Linked DNA regions of Zea mays: region 2 is linked to region 1. Evidence: chromatin contacts called from public Hi-C data. All regions are on one chromosome and are shown on one strand. Each heading gives the region's core, a stretch centred on a gene start, on an enhancer-like site or on the middle of the called end of the contact. The rest is flanking DNA. Distances are from core to core; before and after follow the strand shown.

Region 1 (7,035 bases), core at 1,992-4,491:
GTTGGCCATAGTACTTGGGCACCTGGTTACGATGTGCATTTCGAGTTGCAACTTGTCACTTGAGTCCGCCGCTTGAGTCCACGTCCTTGCATTATAGTGGCCCCTACATAAACTCATTGAAAGGTTGGAGCCGTGGGGAGTCCAGAAGGGTTTCCGTGGGGAGGCAGGCTTCGGCCCCGTAGGCCAGGTAGCACGGGGCCCCCTGGTGGTCCGTCTAGTTGCCTTCACCGGAATTGGAGTCTCCAGTGAAGACATCCTTCAGGACCCCCTCGGGTGACTGATACCCAAGATCCAGTTCGGCCGCGACCACCTCTTCGTCGTTGGCCTTTTCCTTGCCGGGTCGGTGACGAGGTGGGGATCCATCCCCGGAAGACTGCTCGCGTCGCGCGTTGACACGCTTCACGAGGTCGATGATCTCGCGACATTCTGCGGCGCTGTGGCGACCGTTGGGGTGCACGAGGCATGTGCCGCCGTTACCCCTCGGTGGTCGTGGGCGTTTGCTACGGTCGTCCCGGCCCCCAGTCGCAGTTGCGATGACCAGAGCGGCGGAGTGCGGCTACTCGTTGCCGCGGTTCTTTTTCTTCTTTTTCTTGCCATCCTGAGCGACGGCACCTGAGCCGCCTGCTTGGGCAGCCCTGGTCTGTGGCGCTGAGTGCCATGCACGGCCCTCAGCAGCCCTGGCCGCACACTTGTCGGCCAAAGCAAAAAGAGTGGGCACCGTTTCCATGTCATGCGTGGCCAACTTCTCCAACATATTTCTATCATGTACCCCCTGGCGGAAGGCCATGATGATAGAAGCATCGGAGATACGAGGTATAGTACCTCGCACCTTGGTGAAGCGGGAGATAAATGTCCGGAGAGTTTCTCCGAGCTCTTGCCTTACTGCGTACAGGTGGGCCTCCACGCCGTGTTGCTGGTAAGCACTAGCGAAGTTCGCAACGAACCGCGCGCAGAGCTCTTCCCAGGAGTAGATTGACCCTGGGGCGAGGTTCATGAGCCAAGTCTGGGCTGGTCCAGACAAGGCGACATGAAAATATGTTGCCATCACAGCGGTGTTTCCACCTCCTGCCGTGATGGCGGTGACGTACACCTGCAGGAACTCCGACGGGTTTGTCGTTCCGTCTTACTTTTCTGGGAGGTGCGGCCAGAACATGGGTGGCCATGACGCCATATCGAGATGATCCGCGAGAGCGGCGCAGCCCACGCCGGCCAAGGGAACACCCGCTTGGGACTGGGTGCCCATTGGTCTCTGTGGTGCTACCGCAGTGAAGTCTTGGTCGAGGTTGTGGCCCTCAATGTTTTGGCGGCGCTCGCGCGCCCTCTCCAAAGAGACCAGGGCGTCCTCTCCCGCACGCCTGCGGTTGAGTTCTGCCCGAAGGTCGTTGGTCTATGTGCCCCTCACTGAGGGTGAGCGCACAGACGCCGACGCCTCATGTTGGCGCCGGGATGACCGTGGCCTCGACCTGGTCGAGGTAGAATGTGCCATGCCGAGCAGTCGGTCGACATCGTCCCACCATGGCTTCATGGCCCCTGATGAGGCCGTGGAGCTTGGAGGGTGTCGCAGCAACTCACTGGCTACTGACAATGCTCCCGGGGTCGCCCTCGACGGAGTCCGGGATGTCTGTGCAGTTGTATGCTGTCGTGCGACATGCACAACAGCAGTGTCTGGCATAGGGCAGTTGGGAACCTGTGGTGTGGAAGAAGCAACTTCTTCCTCCACCACGAAATCCACCGTGCTCAACGATTTACACCATCATGCTGAGTGAGAAAACAAGCAAAATCCTAAAGCCTAGCCCCTACCTGGCGCGCCAAATGTCGGGGAGGAAATCTCCGACCGGGTGGCGGAGTGCACCCGTCCTAAATCCTAAGATGAGGAGGGGCCTAAGAGTTTTGCTTGTTGCGAGATGAAGGAATGAACACAAGAACACGCAAGAGTTTAGAGTGGTTTGGGCCACCGGAGCGTTATACCCTACTCCACTGTGTGTTATATTGCTTGAGAGCTTGAGTTGTCTTGGATGACTTGGGTCTAAGCCTAAAGATTGAGCTTGTGTTGTAACGTCGCATGCCTCCCCTTTTATAGCTAAAGGGGGACATGTACAAGAGTATTGAGCCCCGACATGTGGGCCCAGGAACACGGCGGATGTAGCTACTAATACTTGCTGCTGGAGCGATCTTCTTGCGCCCTGACACCCAAGATCTGTATAGCCTCGGCGTGCAGGGGGAAGCTTCTCGTATAAGGGATGAGTACAGTGCACCGCGCAGCACGGGCACACTGTTCCGGCAACGGACTGGACATGTGCGCCGTCTGCAGGGTGGCCCTGGCGCCGCCTGCCAGTGGAATGGATAGGACGCAATAAATGCCGTGGGGGCACATCGCCTGTCAGAAGGGTGACAGGCGGCGTGTCCTCTCCGCAATAAATGCGAGGGCCGCGCGGCCCAGAGCCCTTACGTCATGCTTCGCTCGCTGGCCTACGTCACAGACAATAAGCCATGTGGCAGCATTAGACCCTCGACCGAGTGGGGAGCGGAGGTGCTCCGGATAGAGTCTGGACACGCGTCAATACCGGACCCATGCCTAGGTCACGACACTTCCTTTCCTGGGACCTTGTCATGGGTGGTCCGGAGCTCACTTGGTAGGGTACGAACCCTATCCAACGGCTCTGGGCTGCTTTACTTCGGGGGTCCGGGTTGTGCGTACAGGGGTCCTGTGTCCTCTGGGCCCGATGGCGTTGTCTCCGATAATGCCACCTCAACCGCTCACGAGATACTCCTGGAGCTGTTCTCCGCGCGGCTAAGGGTAGCCGCACAGACATCGTGTCTTCATACCGTAGCAAGGGGTTGCCCTAATCTAGGGTACCGACAGGTCCTTTAAATTTAGAGAACGCTGGTAGATTCTCTATATATGGAGTTTCTCTCTCCTCTACTCTATCCATTTAATACTTTAAACAATAGATTTAACAAAACTAAAATACGTACAAAACATTTGAGAGTATTATACAAATACGTATGTATAAAAAGTAAAAATAAAATATGTCTCTCTTATAGGTATTTATGTATAAAGTACAAGATATAGTGAATGTTGTTAGAGAGGAAGAAGATATAAAGGAGAGAATCTTTTAGAGGAGGTTGTAAAACTTAGATATAGAGGATGAATATAGAGGAAGTTGATGGAGTCACCAAGTCTGGTCTGGACTGGCAATTGGCATGTAGCCGTTGATTTGCAGGTAGCGGGGGGCACGTGCATGCCCGCGTGGGGACATACGCATTTAAACACGTACTATTGTCTCTGGAGCATCAGACCATTATTGTTATCATATATTATTATTGTTACTATACGTTTCACGTGAAAATGACAGCCGCGCGTGCCACACACACATTGCATCATGATACATCGACGATTCTGTTTATGCATTGCTGGAACGAACCCCGCCGGCCGCCAGGCGCTCCAGCCTCCTCCCGGCCCATTATAATCGATCACTTTCCGATATTATTGTTTCGCAAGTTATATTCAAAAGTCGACGTATGTACCGGCGCATCGGACGGCGCCGAACCCTGTCACGGAATTTGGCTTCAACTCTGCTGGGGACTGGGGTCCTGTTGTCCTGTCCTGTGTCTGTGTGTGCACATCGTTCCCTGCAGGTCGGGTCCGAGTTTTGGCTGGGGAGGCCTTCAATACCGAACATACCGTGCAGGTGCAGGCCTCGTCCTCGTGGGACGCGTGCGTGCAGTGCAGCACCAACCGACCGATGTCCTTGCAACCACCGGACCGGACCCACACATGCACACACGATCTCGGCACACACACATGACACATGCACTACCGGGCCATATATCCTGCACGTACCTTCGTTCCCCGGCCGATCACCGTCGTCGATCGCTTTCCTTGCACGAACAAAAGGCTGGCCGTGTTTGGACTAGAGTGTGCAGTCAGTTGACTGCTGGTAGCTGCTTAATTGAACCAACGTGACGAGAGAGAGGGATCGTGCACTCATGACTCATCGACGATCCACTGATTCTCGTTTGGTACACAGAATACAGGCCAGCCGTGTGTAGTGTAGGTTGATCCATCATCAATAATGCATGGACGTCGCTCTCTAGCTAGCACATGGCCTTAGCTGCTTTTTAAGCTTGCATTGTCCGCTACTCCGGTCCCATGCCTGCCGTGATAATTGACCAAGTATTTTGGATATGTTTGCATCCACTAAAAATTAACAGTTAAAATTAATATTAGTGATATGATTGTTACCCCGTTTGTTCCGAATTATAATCTGTCTAGATTAATAACCCAACATAAATAATGTGGCTAGTAAACAAACAACCAAATTATATGTCTAGATTATATAATCTATACCCCGGATTATGATAGCCTCATAATCTTCTCAAGAGGACATTATTTGAGATTATTTTTAGGCAAAAAAAACCCACTACCCATAATTATGGTGTTAAAATTACACCAATTGACATTCTTCTTTTCTCCTCCCAAATCACACGCAACAAGGGCATAGGCAACCAAACAGCTATGTATAGAATATTATTTCGATAAATTATAATCTGGATTAGATAACTCTAATTATAATCTAGATTATATAATCTATAAGATGAAATAAATTTGTTAATTATTAACCGAAGGACTGCTAAGCACTAGTTCTATTAGAGCAACTCCAAGAAGGAGACCTTTGTTGGAGTTGCCCTTTTTGAAGTTCCTTATAATTTCTATGCACATTTAGGTCACTATCTAACTATCTATTAGGTGAACCTAAACAACCTTCTGCAAGGGATGGAACCTAAACATTCGAATTATAGAATTTGGTGCTAACAGGCCATTAATTATGTTGTTAAGCATATTATGAAAAAAAAATTGTATTTTGATGCATTATTTTGTGTCTACAACGAAAAAGTGAAAAATTATCCAAATCTGTATTCGTATTTGGATTCGAAATATATATCATTTGAGGAGATATATGTCAAATTTAAAGTTTATTTTTATATAAATATTAACAAACTCAATGCTAGCAGATTCTATATCATATTCATTCATAATGAAAGAAAAAAAATTAACATTCGAAATATGTTAGCTCATTTTTAGCGCTAAACATTCCCTCGGATAGATGTGGCCTGGCCCCTGCCTTCCCCACTGGCCATCTCTAACATATCTCGTATCCACATCTTCTATCTCATTTATTATTTCAAATTTCATTTTATAAATAATGTCATCTACAGTTTCACGTTCTTTATTCTAAACGATCCAAACCTAATAATGTGTGTGCCGGTATCACAAGAGATGCAACGTCTTTATGTTTTATATGAATATATATACTGTTCCAGATCTCTGGATAATCGGTACGACAATATATATATATAATCGTCTCTACGTGTATTTTTCTGGTTCAGCCGGAATCCTGTCATCGACACCAATAATTCTTGTTATCCGTGACAATGATCAGTACAATAGATACGGCTTATCTCCGGAAGCTAGCTTCACCTAGCCCGCACATGCATGTACACAACACATCACGGCCGGGGCAGCTTGCCAGTCTGTCTATTGGCCTTTACCCAAAAAAAAAAGTGCCGGGATGGGCGCGTTGTGATCTGAGTATCGTATCTTCTTTTTTTATAGGTTTTTCTATATATACATTCAGACTCGCTGCTTTTTGATTCACTGTAGGACCGGTGAGACCAGAGTCCAAGGAACTTTGTACAAAGGGTGCTAGGGATCAATCCAAATTAGGACTAGTTTGGAAAACAAAATCTCCTATGATCCTTGTATTTTTCAGGGTGAGCAATCCCAAGAATATTATTTGTATAAGATATTTAGTTATTTATGGATGGTTTAGGGATGTAAATAGTACGAATATTATCCGTCCGTATTCGAATTTGATCTGTCTAAATGACCTAAGTTTCGATCCGTATCCGAGTCCGGCTACTCAGTATCCGATCCATATCCGTATTCTAAAAATTAGATATTTAATATATCGATATCTATTCAAATCTTATCCGATATAACTTCATAATATATGTATCTGATCCAAATCCAAATATAAAATATTAAAACAAATATAGAACAAGTAATATTCATCTGTATCCGATCCGATTATATTCCTACAAGTAACTAGCTGAGGCCCACAACAAACCGAAGCAAGCAAAGGTCACATGCAACAGAATTACAAGGGCGTTGAATTACACAGATAGTATACGATGCGAAATTCATAAGTAGAAGCTCAATATTTCACAATTGATCATTGCCGGTGTTACGAATAAGCACCAACCAGTAAATTTGTGTATGCATGTTTTAGGTCTGGATGGTGTGCGCGGTGGACGCAAAGGTTATACATGTTCAAATTGAATTTTTCCCTACTTCAGTCTTCGGTGACTCGCGCTACCAACACCTGATTGTTTGTAGTAGGGAGTTACAAACGGGTAAGAAAGAGAGTTTCCAAGTCTATGTGAGGTGTGAGAGTTCATATCGTACTTTCTGTGTTGTCTCTCCTTTCTTGTTAGGGGTCTCCTCTCCCTTTTATAGACCAAGAGTAAGAAGGGTTACAATTTTATCATGTAGTCACTAGCATGGTGAAGGAGGAGGCGACACACCTATGAGATGGTCAAGCTTCTTTCTCTACTGATGTTGCCTGCCATCGGGGTTTGCAGCTTTGTTCACTTCCTTGGCGAGGTTGCGTATGTGAGGTTTGTGGGTTGCAAAGTGTGCGTCAGACCTTGCCATGGAGGTTGGGGGTTCTCCTGACCTCAGCTGGAGGCCTAAGCTAGAGTAGGCGTTGCAGGGCAGATAACACTATGTGGTTTATTCGTACCTCCATTCTTCCTTGGCGGGCTTCTAAGGTTGAAAGTGATGTGGAGGATCGACCTTGTCCATGGGATGGTTCGTCTTGATATGGGTGCAATCCGGCTGTGAGCTAGGTGTGTCTCGCTTGACCATAGGAATCAGCTTCAGGCATGTTCGACCCATTTATGGTTTACGTCGAAGCTGGGGAGGGGTGGGTACCCATGGCTTGCCTCTGTCTGCCAGAGTAGGGTGGGTTT
Region 2 (7,035 bases), core at 2,049-4,548, 290 kb before region 1:
TATATATATATATATATGCAATGGTGATTACAATACATGCTTATCTCTACCTTGCCTGCCCCCCTATGGACTTTGAATCCCATCTCCATGACAACGCTCTCGATCTTGTCAAATAGATCCTTGGGTGGGTGCGTCGAAGTGAACCGAATCTTTCTTTGCGCTGCATCCTGCAATGGATCCAGGAACCATAGAATAGAAGTGAGGTGACTTTTCATGCATGTCTCGCTTTTTATGAACATTCAATGAACTGTACAAACAAAACACAAACCTCTTCCTCGAAGAAACCAGAAAGGTCAAGGGAAGAGGCCATCCCGATCAACTGAAAAGCGTTGATAGGAGAACACTTCTCTTGCGCCGGCTCATCGATTGGCTTCAGGAAGAAGAAACCAAAACAGTCAGCTTTAATTAATACAAGAAACCAAAAGAATCGAGTAGTTCCTCCCATTCTCTCTCCTCTCACAGCTTTACACACCTTTATCGAGGGAGCTGGACTAGGAAGGACGTCTTCGTCATCATCGTGCGGAACAGCAGGCACGTAGTCCTTCTTGAACCACTCGTGCTCCCTGATCCCCGCGACGTTGATCCTCTTCATCGGATTCGGTTGGAGGATCCTCTTGAGAAGGTCCTGCGCGGCAGGCGAAAGCCACTTGGGGATCTGACAGTCTCCCTTGAAAATCTGTAACACCCACAGAGCAATCTCAGAGCTTGTGTAGATTTGCTAAAATTCCAGAGCTTGCTTTGTACTGATATATGCCAACCTTCTGATAAAGAACGACGAGGTTCCTGTCGTCGAAGGGAAGGCAGCCAACAAGCATCACGTAGAGGATCACCCCACACGACCAGAGATCTGACAAGGAGCCGTCATAGCCTCTGTTTTGCAGAACCTGGCATGAATTTAGCACAGAATCAGCACAGCCGAGAGGAGAGAAACTGATGAAATGAAACTGCTTGCTGCCGGTTCTTTAAATACCTCAGGAGCTATGTAGTTGGGGCTGCCACATGTTGTGTGCAGAAGTCCGTCACTCTGAAAGGTGTGAAGCGCATGTCGTTTGGTAAATTATGCATACATACAGAGGAATCATCGCATACAGAGCAACCAAACCATGCCATCGTACCCCGAGATGTTGAGGTAGAGCGCTGAGGCCGAAGTCAGAGATCTTGATGGTGCCCTTCCGATCAACAAGGACATTCTCTGGCTGTAACAGACAGAAGAATAAAAGAAGCAAACTGCTGTCACGGACAGAAGAATCAAGCAAAGCCCTAGTTGAGTTTGAGTTCCACGCTGACAAGTATATATGAATGCAAGAGAAGCAACTGAACTGACGGTGAAGGCTACCTTGAGGTCTCGGTGGTAGACACCTCTGTCATGGCAATAGCTGACGCCGTCGATTAGCTGCTGGAAGAGCCTCCTGCCCTCGTGTTCGGACAGTTTCCCCTTGATAGCCTTTTGTGTGTAAAACAGCGCGTTAGAAAACAGGAGCGTTAGAAAGATGAATTTTTACGTGCAAACAAACAGCGCGTTTTGACGACGTGTGGGCTTACGATCTTGTCGAAGAGCTCGCCGCCGTTGACAAACTCAAGCACCATGTAGATCTTCGTTTTACTGGCAGCAACCTGCAGAGAAAAAGGTTGGTCTCAATATCAGTCACCCACACCTCTTTTTTTTTTTTTTTTTTTGCTTCCAGTTGCAAACAAACACGATTCCTATTTACTGTTATTTTCAGCAACTAGGGCCTGAATGAGATACGGGTACAACAGTAATCTTTCCCTGCATCCTTTTTCTTTCCCCGGCCCTCGTCACAATTATTACCCTGCATGCTCAAGGCTTCTTTGGTGGTGGTGGTGGTACTAGGCGTACTCGATGCCAAAGGCTTCTTTAGGTAGGTGCACCAAATCATCAAAAAAAAAAAAAACCCAAACTGCTCGGCGGGTCTCGTCTCTGTGCTCCGGCCTCCGGAACGGCGATTGCTGCTGCTCAGCTTGGGAGCACAGAGACCACCGGTCACACCAAGGCGCACAGAGTTGGTGGCCGCGGCCAGCGGCCCGGGGGGGAGGATAGAGGAGCAGCCAAGGGGGCCCCGCGGAACACGTGTGCGGGGCCCGTGCGACAAGTGTTGCGTCGCGGGCAGGCCCACGCGGTGTGGGGTGACTTGGTGCACCCAGCTCACGACGATGCATGCATAATACTCCAGCAGTACCTGCCTGGCCAGATGTACCGGGACCGTGTGAGGCCGACGTGGCGGGGCCACCAGGAAGCCGGCCACATGGCTCGACGGGTAGCCCAAGAGGCATGCGTACCGCGCGCGGTGGGCCCGCCCCCTTCGTGTGCCGTGTTGCTCTACTGTGCCGAAACGGGAACCGTCCCGGCCGGTGGTCGGTTTCATTTGTACAAGTGGAGACGAGACGGTCACGGACCTGACGCTCCGGATGGGATCGCTTTCGTATCCGGCACACTGCGACTGTGTGAAACTGTGGCCTGAGATGTCTCGCTTGGAATGCATGTGGTTTTCGTCACAGAATCAAAGGACATGACTTTTTTTTCCTTGTTATTATTACTACAAGCAATTTCACAAAAAACCTGGCGAAAAATCGTATCGTTTTCTCGCGATTTTTTTTCCTGAGCGTAATTCCAGGAGCCCGTGAGCCTTCTTCCTTCCTTTTTTTTTCCCCCTTTGGCTTTGGAACCCCGAGAGGCGAAGAGCCCGTGAACTATAGACTCTCGAGTCTCGACAGGCCTCTCTCTCTACTTGCAGGTGCATGTGGCGTGGCGAGGCGAAACCGCTTTATGCCCAGGACAGGGGCTCATATTCCGGTAGCGGCCGGAGTAAAAACTCCGGCGGAGATGCCGTGCGGCGTGGATCGAAGGACCGGACGTCAGCCAAAGCTCCCGCCGGTGTTTTCCGCGTGAACAGCGTTGAGAAGCAAGCGACGAGAGCTAGCAGAGAGAAAAGAGATCCTTTGTTTTGTGTTTGTGTGTGTGTGTGACGAAAGAGTCTCATCCCGGCCGCGCAAGCAAAAACCGCTAATCCTTTGGTTCCAAGTAAAAGCCAGATGGTCCGTTACTTGCAGGACAGTACAACTGGACAGCTAGCCTAATAATCCCTTACGGAGCACAGCAAGTTCATTTTCTAGCGTCATGGAATGGAAGTATACGGGATCGGATCCTATCTTACCAGTCCAGCAGACAAGGGGAATTGGTCCAGCTGGAGCTGGAAGGAGCGAGGAGGAGAAGGATCCAATCCAAGAAGAAATGAAGGAACGATACGAAAGGGGAGGTTTGAAGCAAGTTCGGTGTGCCACGCACCTCGTGCAAGCGGACGACATTCGGGTGCTTGAGCAGCTTGAGCGTCCCGATCTCCCTCCTGATCTGCAAACAGCGCCAGCGCAAAGCGAAATGGACGAAGAAGCCGCCGTCAGCATGCTCGGCGGACCGGACCGGACTGGAATCTGAAACGGCTAGCGCGCGGCGGCGAAACACGTGTGTGGCATGCCCAACCTGGTCGTCGATGCGGAGGGAGAGGATCTTGCTGCGGTCGAGGATCTTGATGGCGAAGTGGCCGCCGCTGGCGATGTGGCGCGCGTACTTCACCTTGCCGAAGTTGCCCTCGCCGAGGGTCCGCCCGATCTCATACCTCCCCAGCAGCGACGCCCGCGTGCACTCCGCGTCCGCCCGCCGCTCGCCGTTCACCATTCACAAACGCGCGGCCGAGAGGGCTCGCTCGTGTGTGACCGGACACGGCCCCGCCTTGCTCCGTCGATCCCTCTTTCTCTCTGTCTGTCTGTCTTCGCAGCTCTGGAATGGATGAGGCAGCAAGGGAGGGAGGTGGAAGGAGAGGGTGGAAGGGGGCGGGGTACTTATAGCTCCTGCCTGCTCTTCTTCTAGCCTCATCACAGTCGTCTACTCGTCTACCCTTCTCCTCTTCCCTTGTCTCTTGTGTGGCAGGCAGCCCTGCCCTTTCGCTTGCTTGCTTGCTTGCGCTCCGTCGCCTCAGCCTCAGATTCCGTGAGATGTAACCCGGATGGGCAACTGGTAAACGCACACGCAAAAGCCTCTGCTCTGTCCACGATTATATTACTATTAAACAAAACAAATGGGACAAATCCACGCGGCCTTGCTGCTGCTACGTCCACCAGGCCTCCGCGTAGCAGCCAGGTCAATGAACGCTCCCCTCAGTTTGATCCTCTTAGCTAGCTCTATGTTCATTGCTGATAACGCGAATCAAATTCACCAGTTCCGCTAGGCAGTCAGAGAGAAATAGCGAGATTGCTTGGCCGAGTGGCTATAAACTCTTGACACAGATATACATACTAGTCGGTTGCCCGTACTGTCCGTAAACTATCCACCAAACAGATCTTAAATTTTTTTATTGATTGTCTTCACTCTTCGCATAATATTTTTTTTATTTGACTAACTGATATTGTTGTTTACTCCATGTCTCCATCTAATATGTCTCGGTACAACACGGCTAATGAAGAGAGCGATTAGAAAAGAGTTCACAACGACTGACTGAACGAACAGAAAATATAGAATGGCATAATTTCACCATATATAGACCAAATAAGATGAAATTTGTGAGCTCAAGTTTCTAAGTCACATGAACTCAAACTTATAAAAAAGATAGATTAAAATATTGAGTGGTTGCTAAAGTCGGGCATCAATAAAAATTGGATGCGCTCTATACAAATTATGGTACTTCGTAGCAATTAGTAACGTTTAAAACAAACAAATAACCTTCCCTTTTATTGTTAGTGTGACAAATCATTGCTGCTCCAACCAATTCAGCAACCTCAAACACCATGGAGTCTATTGTGTCAATATGGTCTTAGAAACGACCTAATGCATGCAAGAGCCAAGAACACAAGGGAGGAGCACCATGTGTAGTGCTCGCATGGATCTCCAAATCCTGACACATATTTTGCAGGATCCATGAGTGTCACACCCGGTTCTAGAAGGCAAACCGAATGCGAACCATGTACGTGCCAGGATCAGTTATTCACGTACACAGCAGTTACATAACATGGACATCATCACACAGTGCTCAAAATAGTATTAAAAGGGGAAAATAGTTGATTACATCATACGTCTGAGACGTCCATATAGTCCTTACAATAAATCAAAGTGCGGAAAAGAAACGTAGATAAACGCGGCCTTCACAGGCAGCCGACTGGGGGTTGCCGCTAACCCACACCTAGAACTCGTCGTAGTCTTGGAACTCCTGGAAGTCTCCTTCCACAGCTTCATCTTCGCCTGAGCAGTGGTTGCAATGCTGACAACCTGGGGATGGGGGGGTTTGGTGTGTAGAGCAAGGGTGAGTACACATCAACATACTCAGCAAGTATCCTGTTTGGCTGTAGTGGACTAGCTTTATGTGGGGGATAAGTCAAGCAGTTGCTTTTAGTTGGTCAGGTTATTATTTACTAATAGAAAGCCAGGTTTTAGCTTTAACCCAAGTTATTAACCCGATGTACCCTTTCCAAACGGAAAGAATACCACTTACCAGCACCATAGTCATAACCAAAACCATCGATCTCATAGCCATCTGTACCATAATGTCTCTGATCAAGTACCACTAATCACTGGAGCTCCCTTGGCCGCTCATAACCGCGAGCACGGCTGATATATCAGTTTTTAAACACTCTGCAGAGGTTGTGCACTTTACCCACAAGCCGTGATTCTCATTCTGCCCGGAGAGAGCAACTCCCCATTGACCACTACCTAGGTGGCCTAGCAGGGCATCACTACGTAGCCTTTACAAAGATTCCCCAGGGCTGTAGCCACCCGTTAGGTTTCCTAAATGCACCGCACTCCTCCCCAAGGGGCGAACCCAAACTTGGCAGAGCGAGCCGCATACACCGAGCCCCATTGACGGCACGACGGCTAAGTGAACTACACTCCGGATCCTCTAATTATTCAGCTAAGGGCACCCCATTCCACCCTCATGGTTGCACTGTTTTCCCAGGCGGTCATCCATAGAACAGGTCCTTACGGAGAGGCACTCGAGAAACCGCTCGAGCCCCCTTGAAGACCACAAGTATAACATCATAATAAGAGAAGGGAAAACAGCGTATCATAGATAATCTCATCATGTTCATTGATTAGAGTTGAGCAATAGCATAAAGCTAACTAATAATAATCCAACCCATATAGGTAAGCAAGGACAGGGATAACAAAACTAGTCAATCTTTAGGCATAAATGTATACAGCGGGAGGTGAATTAAATAATGAATAGGACATAGATAGGTCAAGGGACACTTGCCTCCACCAACCGACTGCTGCCCAGGGGCTTCTCCTGCAAGTTCCTCGGGCTCTTCAACCGGATCGTTCTCTATGCGATTGCAAGCATACATACATACATCCATTCAAATTGGGAAGCAAACAGTACATCATACAAGGGAACAAATAAAGTGGATATGCATCAAGTATGACATTCGATGTCGCATTCATTATGGTTAGAAAGAAACGAGAAAAGGTCTCGCGGGGGGGGGGGTTAAAGCTTATGCACTAATGATTAGTTACAATTGGTTCTAACAAAAGAATTTAGTTATATGCACTAATGGAAACCTAGTCATTTTTAGTTGATCAACATTGAACTGGATAAACAATTGATTATATGAATTAACTAGCGTAACGGAATTCTAAATCAAGTCTCCTATTTCAATAACATGAACAATGATTATCCTGCCTAAAATAAAATAAGTAACAGTAATGAAAGAAAATAAAATAAAATAAAATAAATAAAAAAGGGGGGGCGGTTGAACCGGCCAGGGGGCGGTTGAACCGGCCTGGGCAGGGGCGGGGGTGGCCAAGCCGGCGGCGGGCGGCCGAACCGGTGGGGGCGCAGGGGCAGGGGGCGGCCGAGCTGGCGCGCAGGGGCGGCCGAGCCGGCCAGGGGCGGGGCAGGGCGCGCAGGGGCGGCGGGCCGAGCCGGCCAGGGGCGGCCGAGCTGGGCGGCGGGCGGCCGGACCGGGGCGCAGGGGCGGCCGAGCGGCGGGGCCGAGCCGGGTAGGGGGAAGGGGAGGGGGGGATGGGGGAGG

What was found. A called contact is a pair of places that touch in the nucleus more often than the background predicts.
Region 2: a contact with region 1 is called in a Hi-C map of endosperm, with 7 times the contacts expected there. The contact joins the promoter of LOC111591128 here to the enhancer-like site in region 1. A contact is called at or near these places in 5 of 25 Hi-C or Micro-C datasets (bundle sheath, endosperm, leaf and 1 more).

Annotation. Positions count from the first base shown.
Region 1 is chr3:50,791,182-50,798,216 of Zm-B73-REFERENCE-NAM-5.0, reverse strand. LOC109944812 (a long non-coding RNA gene) reads right to left here. Exons shown (of 2, transcript XR_002267988.1): 1 at 6,589-7,035; 2 at 6,192-6,511. Among protein-coding and RNA genes, the nearest start is that of LOC109944812, 7.5 kb to the right of the region's middle. Within about 2 kb of position 3,241, at least 19 of the 20 cell types and tissues checked have an H3K27ac peak or open chromatin away from gene starts, as enhancers often do. A contact at or near this core is called in bundle sheath, endosperm, leaf and 1 more, where this site is marked.
Region 2 is chr3:51,079,855-51,086,889 of Zm-B73-REFERENCE-NAM-5.0, reverse strand. LOC111591128 reads right to left here and starts at 3,298. Exons shown (of 1, transcript XM_023301969.1): 1 at 1,659-3,298. The coding sequence starts at 2,501. The coding sequence ends at 1,728. It overlaps LOC100037796 (protein kinase-like), which reads right to left and starts at 4,208. Exons shown (of 13, transcript NM_001112497.2): 1 at 3,497-4,208; 2 at 3,305-3,367; 3 at 1,543-1,614; 4 at 1,337-1,444; 5 at 1,116-1,196; 6 at 971-1,024; 7 at 759-884; 8 at 473-676; 9 at 269-370; 10 at 51-167. The coding sequence starts at 3,691.